Regions from separate parts of the Mus musculus genome. Here all the other regions are linked to region 1. A link is a contact called in public promoter capture Hi-C data. All regions are on one chromosome and are shown on one strand. The core of a region is the stretch at or near the end of the contact, and the rest is flanking DNA. Distances in the headings are between cores, read along the strand shown.

Region 1 (4,013 bases), core at 984-3,483:
CTTCATAGGTAGTCGTGTGACTGCCCCATTTTGACCTTCATATTCAGAGTTGCCTGGTGTCCTCATTTCAATTCTGGGCTTCCCACGATGCATGTCAAGTCACTTTCCTGTACTGTCATTGGTGTCTTTGGGATTAATCATTATTTTGTGTTTGTTACCTTTTATTTTCAGTAGGCTTTCAGTTTTCCCAAAATTTCTCATACTCAGAAAGGAATAGAGGGTATTGTTTATGTGGCCCCTCCCTCCTTTAAAGTCAGTCTCATGTAGCCTAGGTTAGATTCAAATTTAGGGTGGCTTTGAATTCCTGATCTTTCTCCATCTCCCTCCGAAGTGCTGTGATTACAGGCAAGTGTTATGCCTCGTTTCACTACTATTCCTTCCTAACTAATTTTAGGGAGTTTTATCATGAGTCCTCCTACTCCCCACCTCTCTTCACTTTCAGTTACTCCTCTGTGTCTGAACAGTTTTCTTTTAATCGATTCAGACACATTAGGTGTTTTGAGACAGTATTTAATTTATTCCAGGTTATCTTTGAGCTTTCTATATAACCAATGTGAACCTGAACTGGTCTTCCTACATTCACCTCCCTGTTGTTGGTATAGGTGTACACACAAACACATAAACACACACACACACACACACACACACACACACACATATACACACTCTTCTCCAAGTCAGAACTCTGATACTGTGTCTTTTCCAGGAAATAAGACATTGATTCCATTTAAGACTAGAGGAACCTAGATTCCATTTAAGAGCACTTGGGAGGCAGAGGCAGGTGAATTTCTGAGTTCGAGGCCAGCCGGTCTACAGAGTGAGTTCCAGGACAGCCAGGGCTACACAGAGAAACCCTGTCTCAAAAAACCAAAAAAAAAAAAAAAAAAAAAAGACTAAATCAACCTCTTGTAGATTTCAGAATATACACAGGAAATCACAAAGAAATGGAAATAATCTAATAGCTTGTTTTTAATTACACGAACCCTAAACTGATAACATGGTTTAAGTTTAAACATTTCCAGGTTAGATTTCATGGAGTTGGAGATGTAGCTCAGAGGCAATGCACTTGACTAGCCAGCACATGGTTTCATTGTTTCCTTATTTTTTGTATCCAAGTCCCTTTTCTTAGAATTGACATTTCTCTATTATGAGACTTTTGTATGCTTGGCAGGCATTCTACCATTATGCCATAAGTCTAGCCTAGTTAAGGAATATTGATTGTGCTCCCCAACCCACCTCCTTTTTTTTTTTTAGATAAGATCACACACACTCACACACCCTTGGCTCAGGCTGACCAACCTGAATCACTTTCCCTGGCTCAACCTCCCTAGACTGAGGTTATAGATGAGTCACCATTAAGTCTACTTTGCTGTTTGTTTTTTCTTGAAAGCGAGCATCTTGGTTGGGTATCTCCTGCTTTATCTCTATAGTGTGGTGGGCCACCGTGCTTGTTTAAGAAAGCTAGTACAGGCAAATAGTCGTGTGTCCCCCCCCCCCCAAAAAAAAAAAAAAGATTTAACTGGTTCTGGAGCCTCCTGTTCAGGCAATATTGGTGACTCTCACTGCACTTTCCCCTCACACATCCGCGGCGATGTGGTTTTTTTTCCCCTTCGTTTTTTTTTTTTTTTTTTTGGTAAGACTAACCCTGTATAACTCGGATTGCCTTGAACTCAAGATCTTCTTGCTTACGCTTCCCAAGTTCTAGGTCTACAAGCATGCACCACCACACTTGCTTTCCTTCGTTTTTTTTTTTTTTTTTTTTCAGAATTCCAGCAGCAGTTGCTAGCTTCTCAATTCGAATACTAAGGGGGGCACAATTGAGTTTACAGAGCACTCTGTGTCGCTTAGTTTGAGCCTTCCTCCCTGGGGCTCCGAGGTCAAGAGCAGGTCGGTTTACGTACTTAACGGTGCAGCCTTTGCAGGCTCTGAGTGGCAGGGAACCTGGGTTCTTGGCCCAACTGGTGGCGCAGTCTGGATGGAGGCTTCGGTGCCTCTGTGGAGCAACGTAAGGCGTGGCACACGCCCCGTGCCATTTCCATTTCATTCGGACTCAGAGATCAGTTCTCACCAAAGCAGTCGTCAATACCAAATCTGGTCAGCTTGTGTCTTAACTACGGCCACATCAGAATTTCAGCCAGTATTAGAAGGAAGGGTCCTTGCGCGGTCGGTCTACTGAAGTCGCTCCTCTGCAGAGCCTGGGATAGGACAACGCGCGCCGGCCCGCTTTACGGCAGAGGTGTGCGCTTTTGCGACAGCATGACGCAAGCAGGTTTTGGCGGGAAAAGCTGTGCATTTGGATTCCTGTGGCAGCTGGCAAAGGACTGCTTGGTGAGAAGGGCGTCCTGAACAGTGGGAAAGAACTCCAGCAAAGGACCCAGAGGGCTTGTTTAGTGTGGACGGGCGCGGGGAGGGAGTGGTCCAGACTAGCAGAGAGGTGGGAGGGCCGCCCGGAGCCCGGGCTGGAGCGGGTGGCCCGTGGCTCTCCAGCATAAAGGGACCAGAGCGATTGTAAGGCTCCGGGGTTCGCATGCTTTCCCGGCTCTAGGGGTCCCTGCCTCCCGCTTCTCTCCGCGGCTTGGCCCCGCCCTGTTCCCTCCCGGTGCTGGGGACACGTGCCGTTGGGGTGGGAATTGGAAGTGAGCGGGTGGGAGGAGGGGCTGCTCTGGCAGTAATTACCGTAGTTACACCCAGCTGCTCCCCACCCCCGCACCCTGACCTGCCCGCAACTCCCTTTCCGGATCATTCACCCGAAAGCTCTTGTCTTGCAACCCTGGAGCCAAGCAAGTGCTCAGTTTTGCATAAAGGCGGACGGAGGACAAACGTGGAAACAGGATTTGTGATAAACAGGACAAAATGTTCAAGTTCAGTATTATGACGTGGGTAAATATGGTTCAGATGTAAGATGAAAAGAAAGTCGTGCGGAATCATAGCAGGAGACATGGCTCAGTGGCATTACAGGTGATGAGAGTTTACACTCATCCCCAGTATTTTCTGGGATCCTGCATTTTACAGTCGCTGTGCTTGGAGTCATGGCAGTGCCTTTTGTGGAAGACTGGGATTTGGTGCAAACTTTGGGAGAAGGTGCCTATGGAGAGTAAGTTTGAGTCCTCATTTTAATTTTTTATTGCAGTGTGTGTCTGTCTGTCTGTCTGTCTGTCTGTCGTGCTATGGTGCGTGCACCTGTGGAGGTCAGAAGACAACTTGCAGGAGCTGGTTCTGTTGAAGGTTTGGAGGGATCATTAGGCCTGACAGCAAGAGGCTTAACCTGCCTGGCCATTACCATGGTCTTCCTAATTTAAATATTACCTGTTTGTTTGCTTTAGTTTTCCACCTGTTGTCTGAGTACACACTTTAAAAAAAGTCCTTTATTTCAAGTGGCAAAGAGCATGGATATTCGCATTTGTACATCAAGGCTCTGAGTGAGTGAAGCACATCCACACCTGTTCCTCCTCTTTTGTGATGGTAGACATTGAACCTAGTGCATCACTCATGCTGGGCTTATGCTCTGCCATGAGCTACATTTCTAGGCCTGTAAAACACCAAATTTCTTCTTACATTTGTTTTTGTTCAGATCAAAATCTTGTTAAATTGCCTAGGTTGGCCTTGAACTTGTACACTGTAGCCTCCCAGGTAGGTATGACAAGCCTGTGCTTGACGGTCCAATTTCTTTTCTTTCTTTTTTTTTTTTAATTTTACTTTTATAAAATTTTCTTTTATAAAAGAATTGTTTTCCTAACAAATCATGTGTCTTAGAATTTTAAATGAGATAATGAAAAGACCCTGGCGGCATCCTGCCTAATTTCAGATCTCCACACTCAGCTGATCCTGGTTGTATTTGTGTTCTTTTTTTTTTTTTTTTGGTTTTTTGAGACAGGGTTTCTCTGTATAGCCCTGGCTGTCCTGGAGCTCACTTTGTAGACCAGGCTGGCCTCGAACTCAGAAATCCGCCTGCCTCTGTCTCCCGAGTGCTGGGATTAAAGGCATGTGCCACCACGCCTGGCTGTATTTGTGTT
Region 2 (3,615 bases), core at 235-2,734, 890 kb before region 1:
GCCAACATTCAGTTATAGAAGCTCTTTGTGAATGGATTTATGGTGAGAAAAAAAAAATTTAGAGGTGGAAATTATCTTTATAATAAACGTGTTAATTGTGTTACTACCGATGAAGAGATATAACCTAACCACATTACCCATCAAGGGACTAGAGCACAAATAGATTAAGCAATTTTAAAGAATAATTAGAACAGCTATGAATTCAATGAATATCTCTTTAATGATACCTAGTACTTTACACATTGAGACTGCAACCCTGGAAGGAAAAATAATTCCAATAGTAGATAAAAATTCTTGCTGCCAAGGATCTTACAATCTACTAGGAGCTTACTCGTGTAGCAGAGTTCTTAAGAAAGAAGACAGTAATGTCCTTGACAGGCCTCAGAAGGTAGTTTATGACAGAATGAGAATCAACGTCATCTAATTCCAAAGGAATTGCAATTTCATTTTTGCTGTGAGGATAATGGTAATGGGACCACAAATTCCTAGCACTCCAGCCAAGAGCTTTATCACTGAGCTATATTCTCATCCCCCCCCCCAAATTTCATTTATTGACAGTCTATGGATGAGGTCCACTCTTTCAGTGATACAAAGAAAAGAAGGGTGGGTGGCTCCAGCAGTAACCTTTTACTTTAAGTGAATAGATTCCTATCTTTTGATATCTCCATGCAGAGGGCAATGTCCAGCTCAGGTTAGTCAGATGACAAGCTCTGACCTGCACAATGGCCAGTGTGAAATAGCTCCCTCTCCAGTGTGATGAGTCTTACCCCTCCACTAGTATCTCTTAGGCTGTATCAAAATTCAGAGCTGAACCTTAAATTATTCTGAGCTAGTGAGGGGGTTGTATTTCTTAGCCCTAATAACCACTTAGAAACTAGTAAAATTTAATTCCCTCAAGGCACCCATCCCGACAGAAGCCCTCCCCAAGGGCACTACTGAGGGGGCAGGTGTTGAAGTATTTTGGATGACTCAGACACCTGTTTCCAAATATTATCTAACTAAGCTTCGCCCCCTTCTCTTTGAGCTCTCCTCAAGGCTTCGGTCTGGGGACTCTGGAGCCTATTCCAATGGGTAAACCGAAGTCTCTCCCTGCCTCCTATGCTGCAAATGAGGTACCCTGCATGAAAAAGGCAGTAGATGGGCCCAACAGTACCTTGAGCCAGAACTAGGTGCGAAAAGTCCAGTTCTGACTCAAACCAGACCTTTAAAGGGGACGCATGCCATGATCCTGCAGAAGATCTGAAAGGCAAGGGTCCGGCACAGCTGTGACACCTCACCTGCACTTCTGCTGACTCGCGCGATTATGAGCAGCACTATCCCAAACACAGGCCCCGGGGAAACCATGTTTGTGAAGATCCTGATTAACCCGCCGAATTCAGGAAGAGCCCCTATGCGGGGGCGGGGACAGGGCAGAGGCGTGGTCTTGCGTAGTGGGCGGGGCCTGGGAGGGTCTACCTATCGGGCCCCACCCTCAAGCCTTCAGTACGCGAAACCATCAGCGGCGCGGCGCGGCGCGGCGCAGGGCGCTCCCCTCCCGGCCTCCGTAGTTAAAAAAAAAAGAAAAAAGAAAAAAGAAAAAAAAAAACGGTTACCCAGCAACGAGATAAAACACTGGAACCATCCGCACCAGCTTGAAGAGAAAGAAGAGGTGAGGCAGTTTCCCCCACTCCCTCTCCAATGTGGAGGCTTCGCCATTTTCCTTCGTGCCGTAGTCTCTCCGCATCTCCAATACTCCCGCAACTCCTGGACCAGACAGAGAGCCTGGCAAGCCCTTTCTCGGAGAATCTGGAACGCTAGGTCTTTGGCGTCCCGCCCACGGTTTGACCTGCTTCCCCTCGACAGCCTGTCCTCCCCCGCCCGGTTCAGGGCTTTACACAGCTCTCAAGATTCGATATCTAATCTGCTGTTTGTGGCCAAAAGAGAGAAAGGGAAGAGACTCCACAGGTTAGGCCTTGTTAAACCTCTAGTCCTCCAGCCTCGACCCCAACCAGCGCCGCCTTTGTGCTTCTTGGGGGAGGCAGAGGGAGCACACGCCCAGACCCGAAGCTCTCTTTTCTCAATAATCAAATCCTATGTCAGCCACCTTTAAGCCAGTCCTCGAATAATAAGATAAAAGAAGGCCTGAGAAAACCAGAAAATAAGATTCCCCAAACATCAAAAGCTGACTCCCAAATACACGACCTCCCCTTTCACAATCCCTCATCAGAAAGCAGAGGCACTTGAGAACATGCTTCAAAAGTTGGGGCTGAAAAACAAGTGAAACTATTCAACAAATTATAATAATTTCTAGAACGACTAGATTTTTGTTTGCTTGCTTGCTATTTGTTTGATTTTTGGGTTTTTGAGGCAGGGTTTCTCTGTTTAGCCCCTGGCTGTCCGGAAACTCACCCTGTAGACAAGGCTGACCTTGAACTCACAAAGACCCACCTACCCTTGCCTCCCAAGTACTGCACTTGAAATAGTTTCTTCTCAGCAATGTAAAGGGGATTGTTTATACCAGCTTCTCAGCAATCATTGTCTCTTCAATACTGTGGGCTTGCAACATCTACCCTCACCTCTTAAGGACAGAAAAACAAAGTACTTAATCTAGTGAAAACTGTGGTTCTCTAACTTTGAAAATATGTATTTGTCTAATTTAATGGATCTGGATTTATGATACTATAATTCACAAAGCATAGTGTTTATCCACCAGGCTGGCTCTAATCGCCGCACTTGGGAGACAGAGGCAGGTAGATCTCTGAGTTAGAGGGCAGCCTGGTCTACATAGTTACAGAACAGCCAGAGCTATGTTGAGAGACTCTGTCTCAGAAAACAAACAAAATAGTTCAGTGGTAGAATTCAAAACTCTAGGAGAAAAGGATAGACGTGGTGGGGTGAATTTGGTGTTCATTTATTTAGTATGTGCATGTGTATGGGCACGGCCTCCATGATGTCGTCAGCCTATGGAAGTCAGAGAACATTTTGTGAGAGTCAGTTCACTTCGGCCACAATAGGATGTGCGTGGATTTGATTCAGATCTACTGAGATAGAGAGAGCACCAGGACCTAGATTGTGTGACTTTTTTCTTTTTAAAGTCCAAAATATGGTATGTGTGTTTGAGAAATGATTTGAGTCGTGATAGTGAGTTGGTTTGTGAAACTTGTGATTATATAATTTAAATTAGGCACTTTTTACTGAATCTTTAGGTACCATATAGGCAATTCTTTCCGAGGAGATGTCGATTCCTTTCTCCAACACCCACTACCGAATTCCACAAGGATTTGGAAATCTTCTTGAAGGGCTGACACGGGAGATTCTGAGGGAGCAACCGGACAATATACCAGCTTTTGCCGCAGCGTATTTTGAGAACCTTCTAGAGAAAAGAGAGAGTAAGCTCTTTTAAAAAAAAAAATAGGAATTTTAAAATAAACTAAGCATTTCATTATGGTAAAACTTAAGATTGAGGAATATACATGTCTTCAGCCTGTGACCACCATGTACGTGCAAACACATATCTAGCACTACACACACACACACACACACACACATACACACACACACACACACACACACACGGGAGCATGAAAACATACACACATACAAAAAAGAAAAAAAGAACATTAAAAATCATGGTCA
Region 3 (3,671 bases), core at 552-3,051, 620 kb before region 1:
ATTTGTCTAATTCTCAAGACAGCATATGGAATTTTTTTTAAAGAAAAAAATTGGTACTCATTAGCTCAGAGTTCTCTGATGGTGCTCCATCTCAACACATTATAGTACTCAACATGCTCTATGTTGAGTACTTGGCATGCTCATCTCCATTCTACCCCTTTCATCCTCTTCTAGTCAGCCTCCTTCACTTCTCCCAGTCAGTCAGTGCTCCCACATTAATGCTCATTCTCTACCCAGAAGACAGTGTGTGTGTGTGTGTTGTATGTGGGGGGTATATAGGTGCCTAGGGAGGCAAAAAGAGGACACTGGATCCACGGAGCTGGAGTTATAGGAGAGTGTGAGCACGTGAGTGCTGGCATATGAACTTTAGTCCTCTGGAAGAGCAGGAAGCAGTCTTAATTAACCATCTCTCCAGCTCCTACCTGGAATCATCCTATACCTGGGTATGATGTTTTGTGACTGTTATTCCAGCCCTTGGGAAGCTGAGGCAGGAGGAACCTGAACTACCTAGGAGATCCCATTAAAAGCTGTGAAACAATCAACTATATACCTAAAACCCTCCCTTGAAGAGTATAAAGGCTTGTTCTATGATCATATATAGTTTCTGTTTAAAAGTAGACTAGTTAAAAAAAGTTGGCAGGGTATATAGTTCTTGACCAGCATGTATGAAGCCCTGGGCTTAACTTCCAGTACTGAGTAAAATGAAATACAAACAAAACTCAAAGATCAACTTCAATTGCCCTAGTGATGTCTTCTCTGGAAATGTCCTATCAATGTCAGTGTAAATTCTCCAATGGATTTTAAATTCTCCAAACAAGGGATCTTTGTTCACTGGGAGTATCTGGAGTAACCAGAAAACATACTGATATATAAAATGCTTGCAATAAGGTATGTTGAAGTAAAGCAGGGTGACACGTGCCTGTAACGGCAGCCATTGGGAAGGCTAAGGCAGGAGGATTGCAAGTTCGAGGCCTGGGCTACACAGTGAGTTCAAGTCCAGCATGGGCAACTTAGTGAGACCCTAACTTAAAAGCAAAATTATTAAGGCAGCTAGGGTTTCCACTGCTGCACTTGCCTAGAATGCCAGAGGCCCTTGGTTCAACCCCCAGCACGAATATACACCTTGAGTAAAATGAGTGTATGTCTTTTGGGTTTAATGAAATATCCCAAGCATTGTTTGGAGTGAGTTGTGATGGTCACACACAAGAACATGTCAAAGGTAATCACGAAATAGCGTTGTAAACCTTAGGGGCTGCATAAAAGCGCAGTCTGGTTGATTGTTGGCTTGGTTTGCTTCTCAAGGATCCACTGGCAACATGTTCTTGCCCAGTGGTTCTCAACCTTCCTAATACTGCGACTCTTTAATACAGTTCCTTATGTTGTGGTGACCTACAACCATAAAATTTGGGTGCGACTTCATAACTGTAATTTTGCTCCTGCTATGAACTGTAATGTAAAATATCTCATTGCAGGATATCTGATATGCGACCCCCAGAGGTAGCGACCCTTAGGTTGAGAACTGCTCTGTCTATTCCCGAGATTTCCTCAGCGGTGAACGCTTACTCGCCTGTTCATCATGTCAGACCTCTCACTTCGAGATTTGAGAAGACTACAGCGCCAGTATCCAAAGAGAGGCCGAGTCTAAGCTCGCTGCCGGATTCAACAACCCGCTCTAGTCCTCCCCAACCAAAGGGCAGGAAGCGGAAGTGACGTAATCCCCGCGCTCGGATTCCCGCCTCCCCAGCCCAAGACGGGTGACAAATGCGGAAGAGGCAGGGCAGGCGTGGGCCCCGGGGTGGCAGTTTGCTGTTTGTCCTTTGCGTAGCAGCCCGCGGAGTTTGAGTCTGTGTGTGAGACGGACCGGATCGCGGCAGGCTCCAGGCTTCACAGGTCTCCTATCCAACTGTTGGAGCCTCACAGGACCCCGCTTTCCTGGCCGGGCTTCAGACGCCCCCCACCTCCTGTGCCCAGGCTTCTTAAGACCCCCGGCTCCTGCCCGGGCCTTAGACTCCCCTCCAGCCCCATGCCGTGGGCCGGCGCTTTTCCACCCGCGGTCATCTCAGACTCAAGCCCTGCCCTTAGCGCCCGCCTATGCTCACCTCTGGGCAGGCTTTCATCTCCCAAGTAAATCCTTGTTTTTTCGTCCTCTCATCTCCGTTCCTTCTAGAAAGTAATTTTTACGCCTTTCCCCCTTGTCTTAAGCCTTGTCCCTCTTTCTCTTTTCTTCTAACCAGAAGTCAATGCCAGGAGGTATGGCGCCCCTCAAGAAGCCTCGGAATCCCACAAAATTGCCCCTGGCTTTAAATCCCACGAAGAGCAAGGACGTTTTGGCAGTGCTGGCTGAGAGGAACCAGGCCATAATACCAGTTGGGGCTTGGGTGGAACCTGCCTCACCAAATTGGTCGGGAATTCCAGCACATGTGAGTGTCAGTTGACCCGGTTACTGTGATCGCTGCCAGCCCTTTTTATTAGCCTTCTCTAAATTTTTGGTACTTAAAGAAAGATGAACTGCTGGAGGATGCTGTTTCCATTCTGATACAGGTTATATTCTTGCGTCAAAATTATACAACAATGATGTGTTTTCCAAAACTTGCTTCATCTTTGGTTGACACAATCAAATATTAACTTAGTTCTTACTACATACCAGCAAGTAGGCTAGTTTACTTCACAAACATGGTTGTTTGCTGTGAATGGCATAGGTACTGTGTACAATTTCCCGACACTGTAACATAAGAAGAATGACAGTTGGTCACTCTTCAAATGTTAAGTAGTTGCTCAGAGTTTATAAGTTTTTAAATGCAGATCCAGGCAAAATGAAAATAAGAAAATAAAAGAAAGAGGTTAATCCTGATAGACTCTGAGGAAGTTGTAAATTCCACGGGGCCAAGGAACTTCTTGTTTATTTTTGTTTTTGGGGTAAACTAGGTCCTTAGGATGTAGTTGTTGAACGAATGAGGAACTATGGTCATTGTCTGTGAAGGAATAGAAATGCTGTACACTCAGGGTAGAAGCATTTCAGATGAAGAAATGCCCTTTCAAAAGTTTACACATGTAAATATTTGATTTAATTTAATTTAATTTTTGATTTAATTTAATTTAATTTAATTTAATGTAAATATTTGATTTATTTACACATGTAAATATTTGATATTTGATTGTAAATATTTGATGTAAATATTTGTTAGTATTTGCTAACAAATGAGAGTGGTTTTGCTAGTTTTTTTTGGCTTTATTTAGTATTTTTTCTTTCTTTTTTTAATTAATTAATTAATTAATTTATTTTTATTACATATTTTCCTCAATTACATTTCCAATGCTATCCCAAAAGTCCCCCATACCCTCCCCCCCTCTTTTTTTTTTTTTTTAAAGACTTATTATTTGTAAGTACACTGTGGCTGTCTTCAGACACCCCAGAAGAGGGCATCAGATCTCATTACAGATGGTTGTGAGCCACTATGTGGTTGCTGGGACTTGAACTCAGGACCTTCAGGAAGAGCAGTCAGTGCTCTTAATCACTAAGCCATCTCTCCAGCCCACAGTTGTTTAGTATTTCAACAAACTGTTCCTTAGCTTTTTGTTCAAATTTTATTGTGCATAGGGAGTAAGTCACGTTCCACACCCCTTGTTTTTAAAATTAAATAATATTGCCTAATGTACATAGTATTTGTGGA
Region 4 (4,165 bases), core at 376-2,875, 760 kb before region 1:
CTTACTGAGTTTTATGGTTGTTTGCTAATGTGATATTCTCAGTTGTGACTCTTTTTCGTCCCCAGAAAAAGTAGCCTTCACTATGAGAAGTGAACACTAGGTAAACACAATGTAATGTTTTCAATGAAAACTGGGAGAAACTCTGAGCAGACACTAGTAAGAGGGAAGAGCTTAACTAAAGTACAGCTCCTTGTCTGCAAAGGCAGATACGAAGGCCTAGACAACGCATTAGAAACAGTAAACCGATATGCAGGCTGATGGTAAAATTAACCCACATTAAGCCTCCACATTTAAACATGCTGATGCATAAGGATGGCCAGATGCATACTCGGTTTTACTTGTCCGCATCCGGGCACCCTAACTAAAGCAGAAAAAACCTGGGTGACAAGAGAGGGCTTCCTCAGAATTAGAAGCCTCCTGACTCTCAAGGCAACCTGACTCTGAAAAGATCGCCAGTCCAAATTCCAAAAGAACCTTCAAGCAGACTAACGTTCAAGGTGTCCTCTACTGTCCTCTACCTCCACGATAACAATACACGACCTTTCTTTCACTAAGCCTTTCCAGCTCTCCAAAAGCACCTCAAATCTTGCTAGTCCTTGTATCACCTCAACTGACAAGCAAAGCGACTGACACAAAAGGCCAGCCGTCCCAATGCTCTATTCTTGAAACTTCAGCAAAGGAAAAAAATCTTACACTGGGCGCTCATCCGGCCCTCTGCTACCCTTCCTCAATTCCATCCCAGCTGGAAAGCTTCAGTCTGGGAGCCCCTCTATCTGGGAACAAAGCAGTGCGGGCGACAGCACCCGCGACAGTTGCGGGCCCCGCGCACAATGAGAGAAACTACCAACTTCAGAGCGCAGGAACATCCTCAATTGGCAAGAAAGAGGGGCGGCGGCAGACACGCCCAACTTCAAACTCAGGAAACCTACGGGCTGGCGGCCATCTGGAAAGAAGCGCCCCTTCCCAGGGAGAGAAGAAAGAGGCGGAGCAGACACAAGGGATACCCGGGGCCCGGGAGGGGAGCCCCGCGCTCGGCCCGGCCCCCGCCCCCAGGCCCGTTTCCCCGCCTTCTCTGCCTCTGGTTCGCAGCCCCGGGCAGAGCGGCCGGTTACCTTGATGCGCTCCCGGCACTGGGACGGGGTCCGCTCGTAGCCCAGCTCGGCCAGGGCCCGGGACACGCGCTCGTACATGGCCGGCCCAGGGGCCTTGCTGCCGAATACCGTGCCGGCTCCCTCCAGCTGCTGGTACCGCGCCTCCACCAGCCGCTCGTTGCCCCATACAGCGATGAGCGCGTTCGTCTCTGCCGGCGTCCACGACATACCCCGGCAGGCGGCGGCAGCGGCCGCCGCAGCCCCGCCACTGCCGCCGCCGGGCGAGAAGGAGACCGAGGACGAGGCAGCGCCGCGGCCCCCCAGCCCCAGCCCGAGACCCCCGGACGCCGCGGCCCCCGAGCCCGCCGCGCTGCCGGGCCCGAGAGGGGAGGCTCCCCGAGGCGTGGAAGGGTCGGACAGCGATGGGTTCCCGTCGCTCAGGTCGCCGGGAGACGCCGGGGAAAGCACCTCCATCTTCGGAATTTTGAGCGGCGAGTTGGCGGGCAGCTCCGAGCCACAGGGCGCAGCCATCTTCCAAGCCGCCGCCGCTGCACCGCCCGGAAGTGACGCACCCCTGCATCCGGCCACCGGGGTCTCCGGGGCTGCCCTGGGGCCTGGCTCGGGGCTGAGTGGCTCGCCGCGGTCAGAGGGCCCGGAGGATGTGTCTGGCTGGCCCAAGCAGCCCGCAAATCTTCGCCTTTCCCCTCCAGCCAGCTGGTGCCGGCCGCTCCTCTCCCGGGAGGAGAAGCTGGGACCCGGCGCACCCAAGCTCCGAGCAGAGAAGGGTGGGGGCATGAGGGCGCGGGAGTGAAGGACTGGTTGGAGCCTCCCCACTTCCTTTCCAATCTCAACCCTCACAACAGGGGTGAGGCCCGCGAGGGCCTCGAATTAAGGACGAATTGGCTATTTCTGTTTTCCTGTCTCCGCCCCTGAGCCTATCCTCCCTCTAAGCCCGCCTTTAGGTACGGGAACCGAGGTCCAGACTGGAGACTAGGAAACCCTACAAAGGGTATGTGGAGGAAGGCAAAGCGGGAAGGCTGCTTGCAGTGGTTCTGGACAAGACTTTCGAGAACAGATATGAGTTAGAGTTTGCACGCTTTAGCTTTTCAAGAAACTCAGCCTCTATAGCAACTCTGATTGCACTCACGTGTTCTGCTAGGCAAACACCCTGTCACTGAGCCACACCCACAAGCTTCGTTTCGTTTGTTTTCTTGTTCCTCTGAGTAACTGTGTAGCCAATGATAAAGTAAATGTCTTTCTTGCTTTTATACAGTATCTATAATGGGGACATGAAAGAGCTCCAGAGCCCAGCAGAATAGCTACTCCGGTACCTCAGTCCACTGGGATTTGGGACTGGTTTAAAATTTCCCAGTCAAGTTCAAGGAAATGAAACTGTTCCTGTGACCTAGTAGTAAATTAGCACTCATCACTCACTCCTGAATATTTCCGTAAAGTCTTGAACATTGAAGTATCATATAGCTATAAGATATAACCTTGTTTGTGTGGTATTATTTTGGTTTTTGACACAAGGTTTTTCTGTGTTATCCTGGCTGTCCTGGAACTAAGTCTATAGACCAGGCTGGCCTCAAACTCCGCCTGCCGCCTCTGCCTCTGGAATGTTGGGATTAAAGGCCTGAGCTGCCACCACCACCTAGTCAATTTCCATATTCTTTAAAGCTGGAAATCCTGTTTATCTCAGATCATTAACTTTAAAACCTCAGTAGTGGCAGAAAGATGCCTCAACCAGTACAGGTATTTGCTGCCAAGCCCGCCCAATGACTGAAGACAACCTGCTCTCATGACTTGTTCTTTGACCGTCATACATGGGACATGCCACCCATATCCCCACACTTACACACAAAATTAAACTTCATTTTAAAATGTGTTCGTTTAGTTTTATGTGTATAAACGTTTGCCTATGTGTGTATGTGTGAAGGGGCCTGATGTTGGTAACGGTCAGCAAAAGGCATCAGATCCCTTAGAACTGGAATTACAAGACTTGCAAGCCATCTGCAGGTTCTGAGTCCCTTGTAAGAGTAACTAATGAGTAATCTCTCCAGGCCCCACGCAAGATAATTTAAAAAAAAGGGGGGGGGGGTGTTTGTTTGTTTGTTGGTTGGTTTTGGTTTGTTTTGTTTTGTTTGTTTTTTGTTTTTTCGAGACAGGGTTTCTCTGTTATAGCCCTGGCTGTCCTGGCACTCACTTTGTAGACCAGGCTGGCCTAGAACTCAGAAATCCGCCTGCCTCTGTTTTTTGTTTTTAAAGCAGACTGTAACTGAGGCAGCTGACCAATGATATTATGAATAAATTATGCAGTCTCTCTCGGTCACTCAGTGTTTTTCTAACTAACAAATATATGTTATGGTTTTGCAAGGAAAAGAAAAAGCTGAAGTCAGCCAGTTATAGAATAATGGTGGTCATTGTTGAAAAGCCAAAGGATTATGCTTTAAGTAATAAAATCAGGCATAACTATCTTCATCTGTCATAGTAAAATGCCATCATAGCATGCTTTAACCCCAGCACTCAGGAGGCAGAAGCAGATAGAGTTCTGTGACCACCCTAGTCTTACATGAGTTCCAGGCCAGCACTACAAAGTGAGACCACTGTATTTTGTTAAGTTTGCTGTATAAAGAAGTCTTAAGAACCGTTACGGAATTTATTTATTTGGACAAGTCCTACTATGGTCAAAGATGTCCTTGAACCCCTGATCTGCCTGGCTCTGCCTTTCATGTACTAGTGGTTCCCCCTTATCTAAAAGCAAGACCTTGCAGTCATCTTGGGTAAGGTTAAGGATTCTGAAGTCTGAATGCCTGGCTTCAAATTCCACTTCTGTGTCCTGCAACAATTTCTTCATCTAAGAAGTGAGACAGATCTCACAGCATTATTTAAGAGTTAAATGGGTAAATACAGGAAGAACCTGAAAATAGTGGACAGTTCACAGTAAACACTGCATGAGGCCCAGATTTTTGTTTTTGTTTTTGTTTTGTTTTTTTTGTTTTTTTCGAGACAGGGTTTCTCTGTATAGCCCTGGCTGTCCTGGAACTCACTTTGTAGACCAGGCTGGCCTCGAACTC
Region 5 (3,856 bases), core at 741-3,240, 830 kb before region 1:
TTGTCCTGTTCAGAGACACCAGGCATTTCTTCCTCTCTACTCTAAGCAGTAATTTTTTTCCCTGTCCCTCCTTGGAGAACTTAGCTGAGGAGGACTTGAGTTTTCTCAAAGGGATCCCAACCACCTGGGTATCATGTGATACAGTCAGCTATACTACCCTGACAGGCTAGGAGGTATCATGTGATACAGTCAGCTATACTACCCTGACAGGCTAGGAGGTATCATGTGACACAGTCAGCTATACTACCCTGACAGGCTAGGAGGTTTAGAGACCACAAAAAGGTCAAGCTACATACCCCAGATGTTCCTTTCCATATCTCTGCTTTCCAGCCTCTCTCTAAACCACATCCTGCCCCAGCATGGGCCCAAAGGGCCAAAACCAGTGATAACCGCAACACTGCTTGGTTTGACAGCATCCTTTTTCTTCCAAAGAGCAAGTGTGAGGGTGGCTAACTTTTGTCTTATTTTGAAGCGGTGAATCAAAAGGTTAGGAAGTCTAGTGTGAGGAGTGGGATGGGTGGGTGTGCTAAGTCTGTACCAGGATATAAATACATTCAAAGTGGGTGCTGGGTGTACGTGATTTTATTTGGTGCAGATGGATGGAAGGATAGATAGATGGATAAGTAGACAGATAGATCACAGGTCATGGAGAGATACAAAATAGATACTTGGTCGGTGATGATGGAAGACACTTAGAACTAGTCAAAATACTGAGAATTAGAGGCTATTGGATGCCAAGTCATAGAGAGGACACATATATACCAATACTTCCAAGGCTCAGGAAACATCATGGAAGAAGGGGTAGGAAGAATTTAAGAACCAGAAGAAGGGGGGTGAGGTATGGAATGATGATTTCCAGTCATGACTTGGCTATTGAGTTAACAACAGCTGGATCACCTGCACAAGATCTCCACAAGAGTGGGCCCATTAACACTCTATCATGGAAAGAGGAGGGGCTTATGAGGTACCACCCCACCCTGAAGATTTATACACAATTAATAGTTGGTGAGGTAGGGAGAGACATTTACTTTAGGGGTGCAGTCACTAGTACAGTGCCTACAATGCTGTAAAGAAGCCCTTGCCCGTGCTCCTATAAACAACACTAACAAAATTCAATGGGTTCCTTCTCGACACCCCCCCATTCCAAAAAAAAAGACATGGCAATAAAAGGGATACTTGTGGAAAGAGTAGGGGTTATCAGGAGTGGGAAGGGGCAAAAGAGGGTAACCAGGTGAACATGGTTTAAAGGGCACAAGTAGGTCACAATGGAATCAATTAATACGTAGAATCAACGTGTGACAATACAGTGTTCTTGCTAAAAATTTTAAAAAGAAAACACTTAGTGCAGACATTGCCAGCAGTGAGAATGCAGGTATTTTTGTCTATGTGCTAACTAACAGGAGGTCTACCGTTTACCTGTGCTTCACAGGGTGTGTGGACACGGCCCTGTGGAGTTGTTTTTGCCTATTGTGTCTGCAGTGTCTGTATGTGGGAAGATACACCACACCACCCCGCCTGGGAGTATGTATGGATGCATGAGGCTTGGAGCGTCTATGTCACTATGTGCCCATCATGTAGGCTGTCTACCATCAGGTTTCTCTGTAACTAGAGTGAGGAGGGCATCTCTGCAGAGAGGGGAAATAGAGGGAGTAATGTTTGGGACTCTAGAACAGGGAGGTGGGTGAGGTTCGTGGTTTTCTATCTATGGGCGGTAGGGCGTGCTGCACCCAGATGTGTATTTGTGCCCTGGATGTTGGAGGCCTTGTGCTTACTCCGACGTACATCTGCCTGGCAGTCTGCGACTTAGAAAGCGGGGGGGGGGGTGAATTTGGGAGATGGGGTGTGTAGGAGGAATGGATGGAAGTGTGTAGGTGGAGAGGTTGGAGCACCAAAGCGAGCGAGGCGGAGAGAGTCGAGAGAAGGAGTGGTCCTCGCTCCAGTTCTCCCCGCCCACCCTGCAGAAAGTGTCTTCTGATTGGCTTCGAGGCCGCAGGGCTCAGGTTACATTCGCAAGAGTTGCGGAGCGCGGGAGACCGGACCCAAGAGGAGAGAGGCTGGTTCTGCAAGGATTCTGCGCTGGTCGGGGAGTGCCCGACAGCCCCTGAGCTGCCACCCAGCATCGTACAAACCCACCCCCGCTCTGCGCCAGGCTCCACCCCAGCCAAGGACCCTCAACACCGGCAATGGACTGCTGCACGGTAAGTCCATACTTGAACTCAGCGTGTTCTGGGGCAAGGGGCACACGAGAACCCCTGGGGGGTGAGTGAGGGATGGAAGTGGGTGCGGAAGACCTAGGAACAATGTGGGAAAGAATGGTGCTGAAATATTGTATTGGATGATGGAAGGCGCCTGCCTGATCTGAGCCAAGCCCTGGGGAAAATGCTCCCCAGCTCGCGGGGGCGTCTGAGCGCCCATGGGCCAGACAATCTAGGTTGTATCTGGATCTGAGCAGAGCTTTCATGCAGGAAAGCTGCTGCTTAGACGAGAGGTGGAACTTCCCCCACGGAGACACAGGAAAGTTGCTGGTGTGCTAGTCCTTTCCCTTGGTATTTTTTGGCCCCCAAACGATTTCCTATCCCACTGCTGCTGTCGCGGACTGTGGCAAGATCTTCACGACCCTCAGATGATCGTCTAAGCCCTTATGTGGCGAAGTCGGGGAGAATCCACCCTGGTCTTGGTGGTGATGGGCAGGAAAGAACCTAGTCAGTGTGGTTCTGGGGTGGAGCTGGTTCAGCCCCCAAAACCTTCTCCTTTGGAAGGTGCTGGGTGAGTGACCGTGAGAGGGCCCTGTGGGCAAGGGGAGGAAGTGTCTATCAGCGCCTACACGGAAACTGGATGCTGCAAGTGCCTAACGCCAAAGCAGATCTTGTTAAGGGCTCTTGTATGAAGGCATCCAGCACTGGTCCTGGCTCCTAGCTGGCTAAAGGAGTTGAGTGACCCATACCTATATAAAACGTGTTTGCTTATTCTTAGCCTCCGATCTAAGGAAAGAGACGACTCCAAATTCCTAGTGTTTTCTTTCTGTCACTCTGGCTAAAGACTCCAGAGGTTACTTAACGACAGCAGGAACCCCACCTTTCTCCCACAATGTGCAAAATAAATAAGTTTGGAAGGGAGGAATAGCCCATATCTTTGAGAGGTGACACTTCCCAATGCCCAGTGTCCAAGACGCAGTGAGAACTTAGGGGCAAGCCATTGCTGACATTTTAACTCTTGTTAAATAAATAACAGCTGCCAGAGTGCCTGATCACCCCAGGTAGGTAGGTCTTTTACAGTTGTACAAATGGGGCTTAGAAATGTGATTTTTTTTCCCCAAGTAGGCACCTTTGACAAGTGTGGAGCCCTGTCCTCTCAAAAGATTGCCCTCCAATCCCTCTTTGAAGCATACTGATTTTCATTACTGTAAATGCTCATAGCAGTAAATGTATAGATCAGAAAAAATATATACATATACATATACATATACATATACATATACATATACATATACATATACATATACATATACAAGCATGCCAATCACATACAGTTCCGCCCTTTGAAGAACACTATCCAGGGCTTCTTCCAAGGAAGCGGTTTGCTATTCTCCAGGGAACAGTTTGTTTGCTTATTTGCTTATTTACTTACTTATTTTTGGTGCTGGGGATTGACTTCTGGACTTTATGCCTGCTAAATATGTACTCTGCTTCTGAGCTACACACTGAGCCCAAGAATCACTTTTTGGCTGGGAAAGGAAAGGTGTGGGTCTTCAGTCTCAATTGAGGAAGAGCCCCTCATCCCCAGCAATGTTCCATTAAGTAAAAAAATAAAAAATAAATAGATAGATGGCAGATTATGAGATATGAGTCAACAGGGG
Region 6 (3,586 bases), core at 271-2,770, 930 kb before region 1:
TTCACCTATAATATAAGTGCTTTGCCACTGAGTTAGATCACAGCCCATGGATTTTAAAAAAAATTCCCCAAGCTGGACATGGTTGTCTATGGCTATAGTCCCAGAATTTGGGAGATAGAAACAGGAGGGTCAGGAGTTCAGGGTCATCTTTCCCTACACAGAGAGTTTGGCACTGTTAAGAACCCAGTCTATCAAAGCCAACAAATAAACAATACCTTCTTTTTTGTCAAATTTGCAAGAAAATTGCCTTAATTGTAAAAGAAAAAGTCTCAAGTGAAAAAAAAAAATAATAATAAACATGTTTGGGACTATTCCACTGAAGTCTACTGGCCAAAAGAGCTTTCAACTAAAGCAGAGGCTGGGACTTTCCTCCTCATAGACACAACACACGAAGAAGATGAATAATACAAAAAGTCAGATAGATGTCAAAGTCTATGAGAACAAAATGCAGCTAAACAGCAAATCAGGCAGTTAAAACTAACGCTTTATTAAGAATAAAGTCAATTTCGATTACTATGAGTGCTTTCAGATTCCAAGCTAGAATTCCAGTATATATTTTCAAAGCAGTGTATTTTATAAGTTGTCACAATTCTGATGGCTTTTAAAACCAACTAAATCCACAGGAGCACCTTAGGTATTTGTGAAGGCAAATGGTACCCTGGAGTTGCATTATTAAGACCCAACCAAGTTCAAAAAAAGCAGCTTGTTACATGGGCAGTCATAGAAGAGTATCTACACGCTTTTTCTCTTGGGTTGCAGTTTGTCAAAACTGCAATGGTTTTTACAGTTTTCAGAGATTAAATACTTGGATCACTTACTGAATTCTAAGTTGTCTTTATCAGTATTAGGTTTTTCTCTAGTAATTCAGTGAGCGCGTTAATTATGTAACATACTTCTTGGCTTCCATGTACAACCGTAAACGTCTAGATTTGGAGAATTTAACAATAATTATCTTTTATATGAGTACACTAGTTTGGAAATCCACCCCATCTCATTTCTTACTTTGAGAGGGAGAAAACAAACAACAAAAACAAAATGTGAAAAAGAGGCTCAGTCAATTGGTTTGACACTACTGAAAGAAAAAAACGATAGGAAGTATGTGTACTTGAAACGCTCCTGGTTTCATTTTAAAACCACTGAAAGCCGACCTTGTGCTACTTAACATTTTATTAAAACAGTTTGCTAACTAGATACCAAGCTTTGGGGCAATCAAGGTCTTGTTTTACTATCCCCGAAGTTCACAGCCTAAGAAACACTTGTGCGATCAGCACATATGGGAAACTGAGTTCCCCGCATTAGTATTTAAGTCTGCTAAAACCCCAGGAAGGCCTGCTGCTCAGAGCAACCTGGGAAAGCAGATGTGGACGTGCATTCCCTGAGGGCACCTGCCTGAGCGTCTGCATCAGGACTTTAAACTCTTCCCTACTTCGCTGGCTATCAGCCGGGTAGGACCGGTTCTTTCCAGCTCCAGCTCCTTGCAACCCTGAGCCACACCCGTCCTCCCAGCCCACCGCTAGGTCCGAACCACCGCAACTTCCAAACCCGGAAGTTACACGTGGCGGTGCTTTTGCGCAACTTCCGGCGGGTCTTCCTTGGGAAATCGACTGGGAAGTGCCGAGGATCGCCATCTGTTTCTGCCTGCGCTCCATCCCCTCCGCGCCCCGGAGCTCCAGAACCCGGTCTGATCATGAGCGTGTTGAGCGGCCTGGCCTCCGAGCCGCGCACCCCGCTGTCCAGCAAGGCCAGGATGAAAAGGCTCCCGAGGAAGAGCCAGAACGAGAAGTACCGGCTGAAGTACCTGCGGCTGCGCAGAGCAGCTAAGGCCACGGTGTTTGTGAGTCTGGGTTTGGGTGGGGACTGTCTTCCCCACCTCAACTCTCTCAGAGAAAGAATATCCGTCCAGTGTTAGTTGCCTCGCTTGGGAATATTAGTTCCATATCCTTGCATAAGTTATTCCTCTAGTCCTGTCAACTCCTCTATAAATGAGGACTGAAGAGTGCTCCGCCAGCAAACTTTAGTCATTACCTTCTTGCTACTTTTCGTTTCGAGCCTAAGGAGTGTCTTTTAAGGCGAGCACACTGAAATGAAGCCCAGAGGGATGACGTGCCCTAACTCCAACTTGGATACCCTGATTCCAGTTTATTATTTACTCTACACAGCCTGTTTCCTAAGTACACCCAACCCTAACGCCATGGCTGCCGCTTTCGTAAACAGGCACCTAAATCTTTCAAAATTGTCCTGGTTGTAGCTCCCTTTGACGAGGCTTCTAGGTGTTTCTGCCTTCCCTCCATCCGAAACTGAAAGTGGAACTCAACATCAGGAAACAGGCTACCTCCTCCTGCTGAGGTGTATAGACACTTCCTGCTTTAATTGTAGGGATTTAGGATTTGATGAGTAAACTTCTTTACCAGCCAAGAAGTATTAGGGTCTAATAAATCTGATAACAGTCTAATAAATAGACTATTCTAGCTTAGCCAGTCACCTCAGTGCTTGCTTGGTAATAGGTATACGGTCCATATACCCTCACATCTGAACCTGCAGTTTAACACTTCTTTCTACAAGGTCTTTGTAGACGTATCGGGAAAAGTTTTGACTTTCAATTTGTTGTTGCTAAAACATTTAACGCTTGTATATGTGTCGAGGGAAATATGAGTAAATCAGGAAGTCAACACCTTATACTCACTGTTCTCTCTTGTCACATGATGTCAGAGCCTGCCTAATGCTTACAAGTCGACATTTAAAGATAGTGTTGGTTTCGTTAAGTATACAAAGATCTTATGAAACCAAAGGGTCTCCGTGTACTTAAACCAACTGATGCCTTGAACACCAATTTGAGGCTCCACCTGTGAAACACCCAAATAGGCATTTCCTTCAAAACTGGTTTCAAGACAGACTGAGCCATCAGTAAAGAATGATGGTACTTGGGTATATGCAAATAGATGATTAATTAAGAATTTTACATGCAAAACTTTTCATCCTTTTCTCTTCTCTCCCCTCCCCTCCTCCCCTCCCCTCCCCTCCCCCTCCCTCCCTCCCTCCCTCTCTCTCTCTCTCTCTCTCTCTCTCTCTCTCTCTCTCTCTCTCTCTCCCTGTAATTGTTCTGTAAGATACAGTGGGTCAGATTGTCTTTGCAAGGTCAAAGCTGTAAGCATAGAGAGTCTTTAGAATTCTGTAGTGGAGAACAAAAAAGAATTTTGTAGGGGGTCTAAATTAAGTCCAAGTCCTATATCCTTTCTCTGCCAAAGGCCACACTAATTGGAGTGGCCACACCCATTGATTTGCCCAAAGAGTGCAAGCCCTGGTGTACCATCTTGTTCTGGCATGAGCATTAAGAATGTCCCTCTTCATCCAAAGGTGTCCATGCAATTACCCTCCCTGTAATAGAACCCAAACACTTGGCCCTGCAGATTTTTTTTTAAAAGAAGTTTCTTTCTTTTTATTCTTATTACTGTGTGTGTGCCGCCGAGCACGCATAGAAGTTATCAGGTAACTGTCATTCATTCCTCTCCTTCCACTGTGGGTTCTGGGGCTCCGATTCGGTGCCTTTCCCCGCTGAGCCAGCTGTACAGACTCTGTATTTATTAAC

What was found. Promoter capture Hi-C pulls out the DNA fragments that hold promoters and counts their contacts. Capture Hi-C pulls out chosen DNA fragments and counts their contacts.
Region 2: a promoter capture Hi-C map of liver shows a contact between it and region 1, with 5 times the contacts expected there. The contact joins the promoter of Spa17 here to the promoter of Chek1 in region 1. A contact is called at or near these places in 1 of 484 Hi-C or Micro-C datasets (CD4 T cells), 1 of 115 datasets of contacts at active chromatin or transcription factors (memory CD8 T cells) and 2 of 9 other capture datasets (adipose tissue and liver).
Region 3: a contact with region 1 is called in a promoter capture Hi-C map of pre-B cells. The contact joins the promoter of Ccdc15 here to the promoter of Chek1 in region 1. A contact is called at or near these places in 12 of 39 promoter capture datasets (the C10 cell line, the HPC-7 cell line, cranial neural crest and 8 more), 6 of 484 Hi-C or Micro-C datasets (CD4 T cells, CD8 T cells, LSK cells and 3 more), 4 of 115 datasets of contacts at active chromatin or transcription factors (the SCID.adh cell line, astrocytes, large pre-B cells and 1 more) and 2 of 9 other capture datasets (adipose tissue and liver).
Region 4: a promoter capture Hi-C map of pre-B cells shows a contact between it and region 1. The contact joins the promoter of Msantd2 here to the promoter of Chek1 in region 1. A contact is called at or near these places in 4 of 39 promoter capture datasets (cranial neural crest, liver, neutrophils and 1 more), 1 of 484 Hi-C or Micro-C datasets (CD4 T cells) and 3 of 115 datasets of contacts at active chromatin or transcription factors (the 230-238 cell line, astrocytes and pancreatic cancer cells).
Region 5: a contact with region 1 is called in a promoter capture Hi-C map of liver, with 2.6 times the contacts expected there. The contact joins the promoter of Nrgn here to the promoter of Chek1 in region 1. A contact is called at or near these places in 2 of 39 promoter capture datasets (cranial neural crest and liver).
Region 6: a contact with region 1 is called in a promoter capture Hi-C map of adipose tissue, with 3 times the contacts expected there. The contact joins the promoter of Tbrg1 here to the promoter of Chek1 in region 1. A contact is called at or near these places in 3 of 39 promoter capture datasets (cranial neural crest, frontonasal cranial neural crest and liver), 3 of 484 Hi-C or Micro-C datasets (CD4 T cells, CD8 T cells and group 2 innate lymphoid cells), 3 of 115 datasets of contacts at active chromatin or transcription factors (astrocytes, bone marrow-derived macrophages and memory CD8 T cells) and 3 of 9 other capture datasets (adipose tissue, liver and pancreatic islet).

What each region holds. Positions count from the first base shown.
Region 1 is chr9:36,724,878-36,728,890 of GRCm38.p6, reverse strand. Chek1 (checkpoint kinase 1) reads left to right here and starts at 2,233. Exons shown (of 13, transcript NM_007691.5): 1 at 2,233-2,328; 2 at 3,013-3,094. The coding sequence starts at 3,030.
Region 2 is chr9:37,611,589-37,615,203 of GRCm38.p6, reverse strand. It overlaps Spa17 (sperm autoantigenic protein 17), which reads left to right and starts at 1,484. Exons shown (of 5, transcript NM_011449.2): 1 at 1,484-1,648; 2 at 3,186-3,368. The coding sequence starts at 3,215. Siae (sialic acid acetylesterase) reads right to left here and starts at 1,383. Exons shown (of 10, transcript NM_011734.4): 1 at 1,278-1,383. The coding sequence starts at 1,344.
Region 3 is chr9:37,346,487-37,350,157 of GRCm38.p6, reverse strand. Ccdc15 (coiled-coil domain containing 15) reads left to right here and starts at 1,801. Exons shown (of 16, transcript NM_001081429.2): 1 at 1,801-2,124; 2 at 2,235-2,420. The coding sequence starts at 2,241.
Region 4 is chr9:37,486,781-37,490,945 of GRCm38.p6, reverse strand. Msantd2 (Myb/SANT-like DNA-binding domain containing 2) reads right to left here and starts at 1,625. Exons shown (of 4, transcript NM_146222.2): 1 at 1,113-1,625. The coding sequence starts at 1,622.
Region 5 is chr9:37,550,879-37,554,734 of GRCm38.p6, reverse strand. Nrgn (neurogranin) reads left to right here and starts at 1,990. Exons shown (of 4, transcript NM_022029.2): 1 at 1,990-2,198. The coding sequence starts at 2,184.
Region 6 is chr9:37,655,246-37,658,831 of GRCm38.p6, reverse strand. Tbrg1 (transforming growth factor beta regulated gene 1) reads left to right here and starts at 1,520. Exons shown (of 9, transcript NM_025289.3): 1 at 1,520-1,834. The coding sequence starts at 1,688.